2 separate regions of the Mus musculus genome follow, and region 1 is linked to region 2. Evidence: chromatin contacts called from public Hi-C data. All regions are on one chromosome and are shown on one strand. Each heading gives the region's core, a stretch centred on a gene start, on an enhancer-like site or on the middle of the called end of the contact. The rest is flanking DNA. Distances are from core to core; before and after follow the strand shown.

The links. Hi-C and Micro-C count contacts between places; a contact is called where the count stands out from the background.
Region 1: a Hi-C map of uterus shows a contact between it and region 2. The contact joins two enhancer-like sites. A contact is called at or near these places in 1 of 15 datasets of contacts at CTCF or cohesin (CD8 T cells), 10 of 484 Hi-C or Micro-C datasets (the CH12 cell line, the HL-1 cell line, bone marrow-derived macrophages and 7 more), 6 of 115 datasets of contacts at active chromatin or transcription factors (astrocytes, embryonic fibroblasts, embryonic stem cells and 2 more) and 4 of 9 other capture datasets (adipose tissue, embryonic stem cells, liver and 1 more).

What each region holds. Positions count from the first base shown.
Region 1 is chr19:47,507,216-47,512,644 of GRCm38.p6, reverse strand. It overlaps Stn1 (STN1, CST complex subunit), which reads left to right. Exons shown (of 10, transcript NM_175360.3): 8 at 2,188-2,310; 9 at 4,767-4,839. Among named protein-coding and RNA genes, the nearest start is that of Gm19557, 3.1 kb to the left of the region's middle. Within about 2 kb of position 3,649, at least 212 of the 459 cell types and tissues checked have an H3K27ac peak or open chromatin away from gene starts, as enhancers often do. A contact at or near this core is called in adipose tissue and uterus, where this site is marked.
Region 2 is chr19:47,384,614-47,389,923 of GRCm38.p6, reverse strand. All of the region lies in intron 3 of Sh3pxd2a (SH3 and PX domains 2A), which reads left to right. Among named protein-coding and RNA genes, the nearest start is that of Gm36885, 41 kb to the left of the region's middle. Within about 2 kb of position 1,808, at least 28 of the 459 cell types and tissues checked have an H3K27ac peak or open chromatin away from gene starts, as enhancers often do. A contact at or near this core is called in adipose tissue and uterus, where this site is marked.

The sequences.
Region 1 (5,429 bases), core at 2,400-4,899, 120 kb before region 2:
GGAGCATGACCTTGGCCAAATGCTGTGCTTATGTTGACAGCGGTGGGCGCCTCCCTTCTTGTTCCCCACATGGGAGTGCACTGCCGGCTTTAGGAGACCTCGGTTTTCAGTGAGCAGTGCATCTTTCTGTTCTTTGTGTACGTAGAGATTTGCCACCATCTAAGAGCTTTCCTTCCCCGTACCAAGGATGAGTTCACACCCATAACCAGGCTCCATTCTGCAACTGTCCTGACGCCTCTCCAGTCTTCTCCCGTCAGCAGCCAGGCTGCTCTGAGTGTCCTAACTTATTCCGGATGCTGCTGGTGGGACAGGCACCTTCTCACCATCCCAGCCCCTCATGACCTTGCTTCCTAGATTTGTTCACACACCTAATTACCTCTTCCTGGCAACAGGCTCTGTGCGCAGTGACCCAGGATTTCATAAAGGGAGATGAGGGATAGAGTTTCAGAAAAACACTCGGGTGGAGAAGGTCGTGGCTGGGAACTTTGTTCTTTGCCAAGGTTGCTTCTAAACAGCCTTGGTCTCCGGCTGCCCACTTCCCAGTGGCCTGTAGACAGCCTCAGCCTCCAGCTGCTCACTTCCCGTTGGCCTGTAGACAGCCTCCCATCTGACTGCCCACTTCCCATTGGCCTCCTTTCCATTTCATCATTTAGAATAAGCTCAGAGTTAAACTGACCTTCCTAGGGCTTCTGATGCCTCTCAGTTTATTTTCAGTAAAATCTTTCCTAGTCTTCTCTCCCCTTTTTCTTTTCCTTTTAAAACATTTTAGATCAGGGTTTGTGTGCGCGCGCGTGCGTGCACGCGCATGCGTGTGTTTGGGGCCCAAGGATCAAACTCAGATCCTTAAGAGTTGGCAGCAGGTGCCTTGACGTGGGGGCAAGCACCTTTCCAGCCATGCATCTCCTCTTTCTATTGAGGCATGGTCTCACTCTGTAGTCCAGGCTGACCTGGAACTTGCTACATAACCCAGGCTAGCCTCAAATTCACAGTCCTTCTGCTTGAGCCTCTTATGTGCAGAACTTTATGTGTCTGCTACCATGCCCAGTTCTAAAGAAGCATTAGTAAGTAGCGAGGCCCACCTTCATGTGAAGCCATGATGGCTACAATTGACTGGAAAGACGTCAGGACTCCCCCAGGCAGGATGTTCTGTGGCGGAGTTTTGACGTGGTATCCTTTTGAAGAAGCTTAGAGCAGAAGACTGTTTCTGTGTAGTGCTGTATATTTAAAAAGAAACTGATCTGTCGCTGTATTTGTTTCTCTTTGAAAACGATTTCTTCCATCAATTATGAATCAGTTGGTCAAATTGCCCTGCTTGGGATGTCAGTGTCCCTCAATTAATAGCGCCCTGGGAGACTGCAGATGCTCGGGCGATGCAGAAACCCGAGAGCCCTGGGCGCCCTGTTGTCACTCATGGCTGCTCACTTCCCCGTCTCTCCCTTCTGATTTTTTTTCTAACCGTCGCCTTTCTTAGCAAATCCAGAAACATGATAAGCAGATCTTACAGGACCATTGTTTCTCTGACAGCTAGATGAATGCTGACTATGTTTGGGCGGGCAGATTATATATATTTCAGGAAGCCACCCAGTTCCTGGCCTGAGCACCAAGTCGCTGCTTCAGTCTGTGAGCAATTTTGGTTTCCTGAACCGTGCGTGTCTGTCATTGTTCTTTTGAAAGTGACGAGCAAAACACAGATCTCAGTCCCGGAAGCGGCTGGCTTGTCAGAAGGGACCCCTGGTGTCCTTGCTCTCAGGACTGTGGCCTTTGAAACAGGCTAGGCAGCACATCCTGAGGCCGCGAGGCAGTCTCTGGAGAGGATGCGTCCTGTATTGTTTGCAGTTCCTGGGAGCTGAGCTGCAGTTGGCTCCCTATGGCTGCGAGTGCTTTCCCTGCTGACCCGGCCTCTCAGAGGAGGGAGCTGATGCTCATGGGAAAGATCGCCCAGCAGCCTGGGGGCAAAGCCGTGATCAGTCAGAGCAGAACCCAAGTTCAGCACAGTTACCAAGTGTGACCCTCCAGAGCAGACTTCTGACCCTGCCTAAATGCCGGCCTGCTCAGCTGACGCATGCCTAGAGCACGCTGACTCAGCACAGGAAAAGCCTGTTGGGTGAATTCATAATAAACCAGTTGGGCTTGGGAGTTAGTCGCAGGTAATGGAAGATGAGACATTTCTTTTTCTTCCCTGTGCAGGTGGAGTTAAAGGACAGTGGCACTTCTGGCGTAGCGCAGAGAGTGTTTAAGAATGCTCTCCAGCTGCTTCAGGAAAAAGGACTCGTGTTCCAGAGAGACAGTGGCTCTGATAAGCTGTACTACGTAAGAGACCTGCAGCCTAGTTTCCCCTCATGGCTTCCGTTACAAGTACAGTTAGGCTTAGGAATAGTACCAGTTTCTAAGACAGTGAGTCGGGGTGAAAGCGACCTCTTACCCTTTCACAATGTAACTGTTTCCTCCAGTGAAACAGTCTGACTCTGTAAACCCAGGCTGACCTTGAACTCCTAATCTCCTGGCTCCACCTCTCCACGGCTGGGATTGTAGGTGTGTGCCACTACTCCGGATCCATGCTGCCACTTGAAGCCCAATGGCCGTCTAAATATTTATCTGTACATTGACAGATATACAAGCACGTCCCTATGGCTTTTTTAAGAAAGGAAGGAAGGGTAGGGGAAGGGGGAACGGAAGGGAAGGGAGTAAGAGTGAGTGAGCTATCTTCTAATTGAGAAGGCCTCATCCTCAGAGCTCCTGGTGCAGATGCTGATGCACTGGAGACTGTCCTGTGTCTTCCACCAGCATCCCTGGCCTCTCACACTAAATGCCACTAGCACCTAGTATGTTGTGACAATCAGAAATGCCTTCGGGCATCACCAGATGTCCCACTGCTGTGAAGAGTGCTCCGCACAGCCTGCAGTGCCACCGTCTGTCCCTGTGCCCGTGTGTCCCGGCACCTGCGAGTCTGCCTCACTCTTTCTGACCAGGAGTATTTACCAGAACTTTCTAGCCATTCCTTTGTGACGGACGGACGGACACTACGGTTGTACGACTTTTGCTGTCACAAATAGTGTTTCCTGACTCGATCTGTGTGGCTCTCTGTGTGAATCTGTGTTGGTATTTCCAAGGACGGCTCACGCAGGAGAGCGCCCGGAGCAAAGGACACTTTAGTTAAAGCTTTCAGGTAACTCCAGTCTGCCTCCCTGAAGGCCTTGCTTGCCAGCCTCCCTTCTGAGGAACGGGACGGCTGCTTGCTTGCCTCCATCTTTTCAAGGTAGAAGTCTGCCTCTTGCTGCATGCCTTTGATGTTGGAGGCAGTAAGCTGAGAGAGGACCACTCGTGTCCAGAGCGGAGAAGTGGCTTCAGAATAAGATGAGAGCTCTGGAGACAGGCTGCTGGGCCTGCCTGCTTGCAGACTCGCTAGAGGTCTACTTAGCAGGTCATTTCCTCTGTGGAGAGGCCCAGGTTTTATTTATTTAAGTAGGAGGGGTTTTCCACAGTGTTGAGAGGTAAGCCAGTATAACACAGTGCTGTCCACTCATCCCGGGATGGGAGGGGCCAAGCAGGACATGGCGGCCATTGTCACACTAAGTTCAGCTGGAGCCCTCTTAGAGATTTGTGCCTCCTTCTGTTCTGGGTTGGCTTCTGTGAGGGTCTGTCTGTAGAGAGCAACCCTCCCTGGGAAGCAGCCAGGGCAACTGCAGCTGCCCAGGGCGAGGTGTGGCAGGGTTGGGCACTTCCTCTTGTGAATGAATCACCCTGAGCTGGAAGGGGTAGTCAAACAGGAATAGATCCCACGGCCCCTTCTGTGGCTGACCCCTCCCTTCCACTCATCCCTGATTTGTGGCTTTCCTTTCTCCTGAAGCCCTGCTGGGGACATAGTTACAGCAGAGCCCAGAGCTCTGTTTGCACCCATGGTTGACCTTCACACTAATCTTGTGAGTCCGAAGTCATCAGGTCTCACGGGCGGCCATGGCTGTTTCCTGTACCCAGTTCTTCAGCTGTGTTCCCATGCTTAGACTTGGCTCTTCCTCCTTCCTCTTTCTTCTCTCCTTTTACACACTCCTTCCTTCCTTCCCTCTTCCCCTTTCTTCTCTTCCTCCCTCCCTCCCTCACCTTCTTTTTCTTTTGCTTCCTCTCCCTCCCCCCCTCTCTGCCTCTCTTCCCTCTTCCCTTCCCTCTTCTCCCCTCTCTCTTCTCTAGTGTTATTAAATTTACTGCCTGTAGCTGAGGGTGAAGCCTGCTGCTAGTTGAGAAACATGGTTGTGGGTGTGCCTACAAGAGCAGAGAGCGTTTCTGTAGATAAGCTGGATTCTCTAGCTTGCTGGCTTCCCCATGCCCATTTCTTCTTTAATTCTTCCTTGTGCTTAGAAGAAGAGGAACTAAAGAAATATAAGACAAGAAGGGGACCGAGAGGAAGAAGGCTGGGACAGGGAGGAAACTTTGAACCTGCGGGAGCTCCTTCAAAAACACTGGGCAAGGAAGAGGAGTGTCTGTCTGAGTGGCCACAGTGTAGAAAAGGGCAGTTGCCCCTTCAAGGCACAGGGTTCCAGTTATGCTTTCCCTTCTGGCCCCAACAAACCAGCTCCTGAGAGAGCTGTGTCCTTAGGGGCAGAGCGGAGCTGCAGCGGCCACCACGCATCAGAATCACTGAGGGAGGGCGTATGGGGGAGGCTTGTCGTTGCTATGGGATTTGTAGAACCGCCTCGAAGGCTGGTCTTGAGTTCTGAGTGACACACTGCTGTGTTCTCAAACCACGTTTCCTCTCTGGATTCTCCTTTTAGGTAACCACCAAAGACAAAGACCTGCAGCAGAAGATCTACCACATCATTAAGGAAGACTGTCAGAAACCAAACCGTAAGTGTTTTGTGATGGTGAGCCGGTGCGCCCAGGGTTCCTTCCCTCCTAGACAGAATCAGGATGCTCTGTCCTGACTCAGGAGGGAGACAGCCAGGGCTTCTGTCCTCCGAGACTCATTGTCCTCTCCTCTATGTCGTGTTGCCTGGGCAGAGGAGTCAGCATGTGGGGCTCCTTTAAACAGCCCTGGGGTGTCCGGTCCTGTAGGGATAAGCTGGAGGCCAACCACCAAGCTCTCCCTGAGATTCGGGCACACTGAAGTGAACCACCACGCTCGGCTCTGAGATGCGCTCGCTGCTTCTGGTCCCTGGTTTGTCGCCCATGTTTACCACTGCCTCTGAATGTAATGTCAACATTCACTCTCTTCTCAAACATCAAGGCTTTTCAGTTTCAGGCAGGACGGCTCTTAGACATTACAGTTCATGAATAACGAAATCCAGTCATCTCAAGAAACCCTTGAGTTATAAATGAAATGGCTTAGAAAAATAGTGCCGGTTTGTGGAGTTAGGTCGGCCCCTAGTGGCTGGACACTCAAACTACATCTAGTCTGATAACTCGCATATCAATTCACCCTAATTACAAAGAAAGCA
Region 2 (5,310 bases), core at 559-3,058:
CTGGGACATCTTAGATAAATAAGATACTGAGTATGTTATCAAAAGCAGAGTATTACTGTTGGCACCTTAATTGAGCTTGCCGGTTGCCCTGAGCGACTGATTTTCGTATGAAGCATATGGAAATGCTAGTGAGTGTGCATGGCAGCTGGCCGGGGAGGAGGGCAGCTGCCCATGCGAAGCTACTCCACAGTCAAGTGCCAGCACTGCTGTTTCCAGCAAAGAGCTATGGGAAGAACTTGATTTGTGTGAAGAAACTGGCTTGAAGCCTCCTAAACAAATTCTGTGGGATAAATGCCACCATTTCAGTTGCCCTCGATGGGTTTTTAGTTTTTTTGTTTGTTTGTTTTGGTTTTTTTTTTTTTTTTGGTTTTTTGTTTTATTTGAAATAAGGTCCCTCGATGTAGTCCTGATTGTCCTGGAATTCGTTGTATAGACCAAGCTGGCTCCAAACTCACAGAGATCCTCCTGCGTCTGCCTCCCCAGTGATGGAAATTCAAGGCACGTGCTACATGTTTTATTAAAAAGAAGCCTATGTGCCAGGCGGTGGTGGCGCACGCCTTTAATCCCAGCTCTCGGGAGGCAGAGGCAGGCGGATTTCTGAGTTCAAGGCCAGCCTGGTCTACTGAGTGAGTTCCAGGACAGCCAGGGCTACACAGAGAAACCCTGTCTTGAAAAACAAGACAAACAAACAAAAAGAAATATGTGATAAATTGTTACAATACCTCTGAAAGAAAGTTCTTGAATTGAGGTGGTGCTTGCATGTTAACCCATCACTCTATGAGGCTGAGGCAGACGGATGATAGTTCAAGGTTAGCCTGAACTACATATGAGTTCAAGGCCAGCATGGATCATGTATTGAGATACTACTAGTAGTCATGATAATATCATTTATTGTTATTATTAATTATTATTAATAGAATCTGTGGCCTCTGGGTTGCTGAAAACTGGACAGATCTGGAGCTGGGAGACTAGGAAGTCACCTTGACCTCAGGCTTTAGGGATAGGAACAGCGTTGTAGAAAACTGTGAATGGATCAAAGTGTGGTATTACAAGCCTGTCCCAGCACTTAAGCAGCAGAGGCAAGGGGATCAAGAGTTCAAGGCCAACCTGGGCTATGAAGTGAGATCAAGACCAGCCTGGGCTACATGTGACATGGTCTCAAAAAAAAAAAAAAAGCAAAACCAAATAAACAAACAAACCCACACAGGGTATCTGGTCGCACCCTATTTGTGAGCCAGTTTATCTTACTGACTTCATGGCTAACCGTGTAAAATATAACATTCTTGAATCAGAGACGTCAGACTTTATTACAGTCCACGTGAGTGGCGGGGGCATCTTTACATCTGTTCTCCCTCCCTCCAAGTTTCTGTGAGGTGACAAGATTGTCTTGAGACGTCATGTGCACGTGCCATGGGCTGCAAACTAGGAAGGGAGCCTAGACATTGGAGACATTAGGGAACCCTCATTTTTATTACAGGCAGGAAGCAAACCTGTTTTTTTTTTTTTAAACCATGGGGGGGGGGGGACACAGGCTGTTATCTCTGGAAAGATAATCCAAAACAAAAAGTCTGCTGCCTGTTTAGGAGGCCTCCACCTGTGGCAGTTAGAGAGCCAGGGACAGTAGTCTCCAGGGTATATCCGGCTCTGCTTGGAGGGGTAGGCAGAAGTGTTTTTTGGGTACTTACCTCTTGATGCAGCCTGAAGTTTACATGGAACTCTCTGCCTTGTTTGAAAAGACTACTGTGGAAAACCCATCTCCTGTTGCCCATCCTGGGGCTGGAGTCTATTTCCTGTATATCCTGAGTTTGCTGGCCCAAGGAGCCTCCGGGGGAGGAAATGGTCACTGCAGAGCAGGGAGGAGTGTATATAGCCACTGATGTAAAAAGCAAACAACTGTGACCAGGGCCCAGGGACCTCAGAAGCCAGGCAGTGGAGCAGAAAGAGCTGTGCTTAGTCTGCCCAGGTGATGCTAGGGTCACCTTCAACTTACGAGCTGTCTGTGACTCTATGCCAGCTCACTTTACCTCTGGCCTCCAGAAAGCCCTGTGGTCCTGAGGACTGAGTCAGCCCCCTCCCAAGGCCCCTTGCATCTCCTGGTGAATGAGATTATGGAGCTATAAGATGGCTTGGGCCACCAAGCAACCCCATAACTATAAACAAGGTAGGGACCGGCAGCCTGAAGGCTGCATGCTGACCTCTTTGGCTCACAGGATGGTATTTTTAGACAGCAGCCGTGCTCGCTCCTTTTGTACTGGCTGGACAGTTTACATACCAGTTCCTCAATGAAGAGGCCGTTTGGAGCCAGAGTGCAGGAGTGTGCTAGGTGAACCAGAGACCCTGGCTTATGTCTCCCTTACCCAGGAGCCCTGTGCAACAGATCCGGTGTTTATTCAGCACTAAAGGAAGCAGGGGGGAGGGACAGGTTTTAGCCTGAGGAGGGCTGACCCTCTTGCTTAGGTCTAGATGTTTCCCTTCGTCTCCACCAGGCACTAGTCTAAGAAGCCTTTCCCCAAAGGATCTGGGAGCCAGGACAAGCAATGACTGGGCTCTGGCAGGGACGTGACATCTAAGAAGTTTCCAGACCCTGCTGGTAGCCTGAAATGGCAGGGGAAAGACAGACTTCTGTGATGAGGATAGGACAGACAGTGTCTTCTGGGAACACTGAGGTATAAAAGCTGTCAACAGAATTACAGGCCTAAATCATGCACCTCCATACTTCTGGGAAGCGCTGGGTCTCCTCTTGTAATCACAGCTCCCACTCTGTAAGCTGAGGCCCGTGGCTCCCAAAGCCCGCTGTAAGCGTAAGCGTGCTGCTCTGAGCTTGGCTGTGTTCATCCATTCCTTTCCTGCCGCAGGTATTTAATCAAGCACCTACTGTGTGCCGGGATCAGCTATAGGCACTTACATAGCCAAGAACAAGAAGGCAGGCTACTGCCAACAGGAAGTTTATCTTCTGGTGGGGGTGTGGGGATGGTCCAGAAAACAAATAAATGAGCAATTCCCAATCGTGACAGGAATCAGGAAGAAACAGAACTGTGAGTGAGGTGGCCCAGGTCGTCTGAGATTTGTTAGCCAAGAAAGGCCTCTGCAGAGGTGACATCTGAACTGAGGCAGGCATGGGCAGGTCAGGGTCCAGGGATACCAGGCTGGGAAGATGATCCAAGGGGGACTAAGGACTGTGTGTGAAAATCAGCATGAAGCAGTGGAGAAGGGGCCAGCTGAGCACTGAGAGAGTTGGGCAGATTGAGGTGGGACCAAGAAGGCTACCCCTGAAGAGGGGTACCAGCTCCACAGGAGCGTGTGATCGGTGAGAGCCCTCCGTGTCCAGGCAATGTGACAGGCCCCAGAGGCTTCCAGCCCCAGGTCCCCAAGGTCTACGCAGGCAGCGATTTCACAGGGGGTCTTTCTGCTCTTGAAAATGAATGTGGATCGGGCCCTAAGCCCTGCCCCTACTGCATCTGCACTTTCAGGGCCAGGAAGAACTAGCCACTTTGTCTGAATTTTCTGTTTCCTTTATCCCTTGCTTAGAGCTCCCTTCAGAAGGGAGTCAGCCTCCCGAGCACCTGCCCCAGGTCTGTAGTCCTGGGCTGTCTCCCAGGACTCTTCCCAACAACGTTCGGTTGAAGCAGATGCCCACACTCTCGGACAGCCCGGGCCATTGGACATGCAGGAAGTGTGCTCTAGCCTGGAAGCAGCCTTGAGGTGCAGCCCGGTCACTACTCATGTCTGTAGCTCCATAATTAAGCTAAGCCACCAGCCCTCCCCTTGCTTGCTGGCAACACCATCCAAAGTGATGGGTGTGACTTCAGGCCCCTGTCACACTCATGACCTTCCCCACCCTTTCAGCCTGGAAATAAATAATTTCCTTATGGAAGCCCAGCGTTCTTTTACAAGGTCAAACCGTTTTCCTCTGTGCTTAGAGATAACAGTTACATGCCGGTGTCCCCGGGAGTGGTGGTGTCGGCAAACTCACATTCAAACAAAGTTACTCGGCCTAGGTTTGATGGTGTCAGAGGGGAAACTAAGGCAGGAGAAGGGAGATGGGCTTCATGGGGTCTGTGAGAGCAGGGATGGACTAAGCTGAGCCTGCAATGTCGGGCCACACAGAGTACAAGGTAGGGAAGGGAAGAAGGCTGATGACCTCCACAGGGTTGAGCAGAGCAAGTCCCCAGAGGTCATGCTACGGGCTGGGGACTTATCCCTTCTCGCTGAGATGTTTTAGGCCGAGAGATTTCTGTCTTGAAAGGCTCCTTCAGTGTGGCATGCGGAAAGACTGGAGGTGACTAGGCAGGCAAGGGATGAAGGCGGCTTGGGAGAAGCCGAGGGAAGAAGACAGTTCTCAGGTGTATATTACAGGGAGCATCAGTTAAGGACCGCAGGTGGGGGTCAGGGAGGGGTCAAGGGTGATGAGGTCATAGATCAGGGTCAGGGTCAGCCCTGGTCAAAATATAAACCAGCATGTTACAATGGCCCCATTTCAGACCTACCCTGTGTTTACCATAAAGGGGGAAGAAGATGGCTTCCTCTCCTCTCCCTTCTGGTAGCCACTGCCTTTGGAACGTTTGAAAGGTGCTTTTGTGACTATGTTGTTCAGTTGGCAGAGTACTTCCCTGGCACTCACAAAGTCCTGGGTTTGATTCCCTGCACTGTGTGCGCTGGGTGTGGTGGTTGTGTGCCCGTTGTCCCAGCACTCAGGAGGCAGAAAGATAGAAACTTAGGCTCATTCTCAGCTACATAGCAAGCATGAAGCTAGCCTGGGTCACCCTGACTGGACCCAGGCCCAAAGACAGAGCCCCAGCCTTCCCTCTCCTCTGGCAGGGTCTGAGTTGGCTCTTAGGGTCCCATCCTACCATATAAAGTGACTCACCATTCATCCCGGGCTGCCTGGCATCATCAGACCCTGGAAACCCCCAAACCCCAATACTGGCATCCACTGAAGAGGCTTAGGCTGTCAGGCTGCCTGGTCTCCAAACCACAGATCGGGCCGAGGGGGGTTGGCATGGCCTGAAGATAGAGCCTGTTCACCTGAATGAATGTGCCTCCAGGAGACTGGGAGGAGCCTGGGCCAGGCTGTTACACCAGGTTTATCTCTACCATCACAGGCTGAGTAGCCCAGAGGAGAAAGTCCTATCTGTTTCCCCCTGGGACAGAGCACAAGGTACCAGGTTTCACCTTAGAGAGAAAGAGCTTGGAAGGGTTTGGGGCTCAGATCTGCTCTTAAACCTGGGGTTCCTTCTCAATGCTACTACTGGTCTGAGTATAAAACACGACTTAGAGGGTGTGTGTGTGTGTGTGTGTGTGTGTGTGTGT